2 separate regions of the Mus musculus genome follow, and region 2 is linked to region 1. A link is a contact called in public promoter capture Hi-C data. All regions are on one chromosome and are shown on one strand. The core of a region is the stretch at or near the end of the contact, and the rest is flanking DNA. Distances in the headings are between cores, read along the strand shown.

What was found. Promoter capture Hi-C pulls out the DNA fragments that hold promoters and counts their contacts.
Region 2: a contact with region 1 is called in a promoter capture Hi-C map of hippocampal neurons, with 3 times the contacts expected there. The contact joins the promoter of Lgals2 here to the promoter of C1qtnf6 in region 1. A contact is called at or near these places in 9 of 39 promoter capture datasets (3T3-L1-derived adipocytes, the C10 cell line, cranial neural crest and 6 more), 3 of 484 Hi-C or Micro-C datasets (the N1E-115 cell line, cortical neurons and memory CD8 T cells), 1 of 115 datasets of contacts at active chromatin or transcription factors (embryonic stem cells) and 5 of 9 other capture datasets (adipose tissue, embryonic stem cells, liver and 2 more).

The regions. Positions count from the first base shown.
Region 1 is chr15:78,528,214-78,530,913 of GRCm38.p6, reverse strand. It overlaps C1qtnf6 (C1q and tumor necrosis factor related protein 6), which reads left to right and starts at 1,263. Exons shown (of 3, transcript NM_028331.5): 1 at 1,263-1,396. The coding sequence starts at 1,391.
Region 2 is chr15:78,854,101-78,856,800 of GRCm38.p6, reverse strand. It overlaps Lgals2 (lectin, galactose-binding, soluble 2), which reads left to right and starts at 1,272. Exons shown (of 4, transcript NM_025622.3): 1 at 1,272-1,329. The coding sequence starts at 1,324.

The sequences.
Region 1 (2,700 bases), core at 14-2,513:
CTCTCTGCTTTCTTCTGCCAATGTATTCCTGACTGGACCTGAGAACTCCAAGTCATTTTGGGAGGCAGCACCAGACTAGAAGAATCTGGCGTCCTCTCAACTTGGATTTCGCTCTGCTATGTGACCTTGTACCAAAGGCTTGATCTCCCTGGGCCACAATGTCCCTGATTAAGGGATGGGATTAGATCATCTCTGAGGCTCGTTCCAGGCCTAGTCTTGCTGTTGGATTGTCTGCCTAAATGCCCAGGAAGCCTGAACCCAGAGACAGCCCTGTCAAGGACCCTAAGAAATAGGGCTGGTATACTTTTTTATTTTTTATTGAAGTCCCAGACCTAAATCTATCCCCTAAGCAGTGGGCTAGAGAGTAATACCACTGCCAAGACCCTCTAGCTGCTAACCTGGAGAGAGGCTGGAGGTGGGGCTAGGAATAATAAATCTAAATACTTTTGAGGACCAAGGTTCCCCAGAGAGGTGAAACCTAGCTCAGGCAAGGAGGTATCCAGCAAAACTGAAATAACAGGTCGCCAAGGGTGAGGGACATTTTACAGGAATTGCACAGGGTTTCCGACCTCCAGGAAACCAGGGCTAGGAGCCAGGGCGGTGGTCTTTGCTAAACATTCCCCAGTTTGCCCAGGAGGAAACTGAGGCAGGGTTTTGCCTAGTCCCAGGGCACACAGGCTGCCTCCCCCAGCTCCACCTTGAACATGTTGGGGGTTATACTTCTGTAAGGGAGCTGGCTTTAGGAGAGTCAGTGAAGGCAGGATTCCAGGTGGGGAAGAAGGAATAAGCCATCTTTGGTCCAGCATGAATGGTAGGGGCAGAATCCCTGAACACCTCCGGCAGGAGAGGCAATGCTCGACCATGTTGCTGGGTGTTAGGACCAGGATTTATACCTATGGAGGATGGGTACCAGTGGCTCATGCCACTCAGTCTCTGTAGCTCTTGGCAGATGGCTCTTGGGCTCAGACTAGATCCGGGCTGCCTCCCTTTTCCTGAGTAATGCAGAGCCCCGCCCCCTCTCGTGCAGCCTCCAATTTCCAGGCGGAGTCTTTCTAGGCTCTTGATGCTCGTCCTGTCTAACTCCCAGGGCATTTGACTCAAACAGGTCCCCAGCGCTGGGCCAGGGCCACAGATGCCCAAGGATGTTAAAGATCCAAGTCTCCCAGTACCTCCGAGGCAGAGCCCCAGGCTGGAGGGGCGGGAGCAGGAGGAGGGGACTGGGAAGCCAGCTCAGCGTGCTCCCTCCTCCCTCCCTCCCTCCCTCCATCCCTCCGCCCTCCTAGCTCAGTCGTAGGCCTAGGGGTCGGGCCTGCAACAAGTTATCATCACAGACATGGGCCAAGGAGCCAGAGGCCGTCCGGGGTCTGTGAGTTGAGCTTGAGGCCGCAGGATGAGGGTGAGTGGCTGGTGGCCTCTCTTCTTCTGACTGGGATGGGGGTTGGGGTCACAGTCTGAGATTCCTCTGTTCCCCTCTTTCTGGCAAGCACATAGCTCTTTCCCTCTCGCCTAGCCAGCTCATTTGGAAGATCTGCCACCCTGCACTGCTGGCCACCCTGCACTGCTTCTGGTGTTTACCTGCCCCTGCAGGGACTTCCTCACCACCCACCCACCCCCAGCCACTAAGCCCCGCCCATCTGGATGATAAGGTCGGTAGCCCAGCCTCCCACCAAGAGGCTCTGGCATTTTAGGTGAGGTGGTGGGGACCGGCAAGACCCCTCTATGGTTGGTGTGACCCCCACACTTGGTACTGCCTGGCCCCTCTCCTAGCACCCAGCCAGGGATCCCAGCTGCAGTTAGTCCTGTTTCTAGGGAGAGGGCCCTGCTTCCTGCTTCCTGCCCCAAAGCTCCAGTTCTGTGTCTCTGAGCATCTGACTCCCAAGGGACCAGACCGGTAGGAAACAAAAATGTCTCCAAACCATGCTGACTCTCCGGAAGTTCTTTGCCTTTCAAGCCATAGACTCTAGAGTGAGGTCTATACAGGAAGAGGAAGGAATGGGCACTTTGAAGTCTTTGACAAACTGGGCAGTTTCCCCCGAGTGTAAGTCGCCCATATTGCCTGGCAAGGAAGACATGTTGGCGGCTTGTGTGAATGAAAGAGGGGCTAAGCTGCAATCACTAGGTCACATGACCACCAGGTCACGTGTTTGTGAGTTATTCGGATTTCCTTCACAGGGTGGGCACATCTATGGTCAGAATAAAGTATGTGTGTGTGTGTGTGGGGGGGGGGTGTTGCTGCGACCTGTAGTTGAGAATAGGCGTGGAGTTGGTCTCTGAGGGAATTCCCTGCCTGTGGAGCAGAACTAGCAGGCCCCAGCAGTATGATCATTCCAGAAAGGGGGTGTCTATGAAGACACCTCCTGTTGTCACCCCAATCCCTAGAGAGAAGGCTCTGAGCTTCTGTCCCTTTAAAACATAGTCCCTCTTCATAGCCTTTCAAGAAGTAATCATTTTACCTTCTCAGCCTGTATTAACCACAGAAAAATATTTTTGAATTTGTACTAAATGTTAAGAGGAACAAAAAGGAAATAAACAAAGAGACGCCAAGAGGTGTAAAAACCAGTCTGGTTTCAATAGCAGTTTCTGATCTGTGATCATCGGGTAGTGCCAGCCCCCGAGCCTGTCACCACCTCAAAGGGCCCACTGCAGGCTTCCGGCCCACCGAGCCAGCTCCTCTGGTGTCCGGCCTACTTCCTGCCCTAG
Region 2 (2,700 bases), core at 23-2,522, 330 kb before region 1:
CATGGCTTCTATAAACTAAGCCTTGGAGAGCTGGAGTGTTTCACAGCCAGCGACATCTGATTCTGAAGTGCAGATCTGTGAGCCTCAGTGTTCCCAAATGAAGTAGGATAAACAACTGTAGAGACCTGTCTGTGGTACAAACCCACTGGAAGGACGGGCAGCACAGGTTCCCTCCCAGCAGAGGAACTACGTCAGGTTTCTTCCTCTTGACAGTATCTAATTGTGTATATGGACCCCAACTACCACAAAATTCATAGGCATAAAGGGCGAAGGACAGAAACCCCCAGTGTCCCGAACCCTTGGGTTCCCTCCTGCACGTTTGGTCTGTGTCCCAGCAGAACCAAGCTCTTTTGTGCATGGTGCCAGGGATGGAAGCCACAGGGCATGCATCCTGAGGATACAGCACACCACTGAACCACCCAGCCCTCGCAGAATAGTTGACTTTTGGCATCTTCTTCCGCCCGTTTTTAAGCACTTCAGTTATACTTATTTGTGTGTGCACATGTGCCATGGTCCATGTGTGGAGGTCAGAGGGGACACCTTGCAAGAGTTGGTTCTTTCCTTCCATCATGTGAGCTCCGGGAAGCAAACCCCGGTGGTTAGGCTTGGCAGCAGGCACCTTTATCCGTCGAGCCATCTCACTGGCCCTAGATGTGAATCTACCACTTTTGAAGCAAAATGTGTGCAGCCAGATATAGTGTTTCCTGCCTGTAATCCCAGCACTTGGGGCAGAAGTGTGAGAATAGAGAGTCCAAGGCTAACCTGGGCTAAATGGTCAGACTCTGTTTCACAAGAAGAAAAAAAAAGAAACAAATTATATGTATAATCAGAAAAAGCATGGATGAGAGAAGGGAGAAAAAAGTCTTTGAATGACTCACAGACACACTGAAAATTAGAAGCTTGGACATCTTTTAACAGAGCCAGCCTGTCTTTTTGTGGTTGTAGGAGCTGGGCTCAGCAAAGAGGTTGGATGGCCTGCCAAGATCGGGGTGTTTGTGGTTTGTGTGGGGGTGGCACTAGGGCATCCTCCCTTGGGCTTTGTGGAGTACTGACCACGGAGGCTGGTAGGAATTGCCAGAAGCGGGGCCAGAGGGATGCTCACGATCGAGTCAGAGTGAGTGAGGAGCCATCTTCCTGTTTGTTGAGTGAGTGCCTGCATATACAGACCGGGTGATATTAGGAGATAAAGGTCCAAAGTCCTTATTTATGGCCTCGGGGTGGTTAATGTGTAATACTCTGGGATTATAAGCCTGACCAAGAGGGGATACCTTGAGCACAAACCTCTAGGAGCAACTGGGAGAGCTGTGGCCAGGAGCTGTCACCATGTCGGTGAGGATGCTGGCCCTCTGCACCCACTTCCTTCTGCTCATGTGTCTTTGCTAGAGTGTGTGGGTTGGGGGGTTCTGGGGTCCATTGTTTGTTTATTTATTTGTTTGTTTGTTTGTTTTTTCAAGACAAGGTTTCTCTGTGTAGCCCTGGCTGTCCTGGAACTCATTTTTTAGACCAGGCTGGCCTTGAACTCAGAAATCCACCTGCCTCTGCCTCCCAAGTGCCACCACCACCCGGCTTCTGGGGTCCATTATTGCCACCCTTCTCTTTGTGTCAGTTTCTCCCGGAGAACCAAAAAGAAAGCTGGGTTGCCAAGCTGGTGACACATGCCTTTAATCCCAGCACTAGGGAGACAGAGGCAGGAGGATCTCTGAGTTCAAGACCAGCCTGGTCTATAGAGAGTGAGCTCCAGGATAGCCAGAGCTATGTAGAGAGACCCTGTCTCTAAAACTAAAAGAAGAAAACTGGTGGATAATCTCTCAAACCCTTAGCATTGAAGCTGTCTGTCTCTCTGTCACCACCAAGTTCAGGGCCAGAACTTTCCTTTCCCTCTTTGAGGACAGCAACAGTCGTATTAATTATTACTGCCGACCTCTACTGAGTCTCATAAAGATGAGAGTTGTAGGGCAGGGGCTGGGGGAAGGGCCCAGACCAACGATATAGCATGTGCGGTGATTTAGCCAGTGCAAGGCCCTGGGTTGGAACTCCAGCACCAGAAAATATCACGCTTCCAGAGGAACTGCATGGAACAAGCTGAGTGGGTAAAGTGCTTGTCCACCATGCATATAGCCCAGGGTTTGATCTCCAGCACTGCATAAACTGGATGTGACGGCGCAACTGGCAAGCCCAGGATTCAAAGGCCAGAGGCAGGGGGATTTCTGAGTTTGAGGCCAGCCTGGTGTATATAATGAGTTCCAGCTACATACTGAGATCCTGTTGAGAGAGAGAGAGAGAGAGAGAGAGAGAGAGAGAGAGAGAGAGAGAGAGAGAATGGAAGAAAAGGAAGGAAGGAAGGAAGGAAGGAAGGAAAGAGAGAGAGAGAGAGAAAGAAAGAAAAAAGAGAGAAAGAGAAAAGGAAGAAGGGAGGGAGAGAAGTATGGAGGGAGGGAAACTGAGGCTCAAGATGAAACCATAGGTGGCTAATATCTACATATTGCAAGAGTATTGGCACACTCTCGAGAGCCTGTGTTCCGATCTGGCTCCTGTGAAGTTTCTGGTGTGACTTTGGACAAGTTGATGTCCCTCTCTCGGGCAGCTGGTTCTCCCTGATGTGTATGAGATGGGACCACATGACACTCTCTGGGGACTAGATGATAGGTTTATTCCCTAGGACTGTTGGAACAAACCACTTCAAAATAGGGGGCTCCCCAC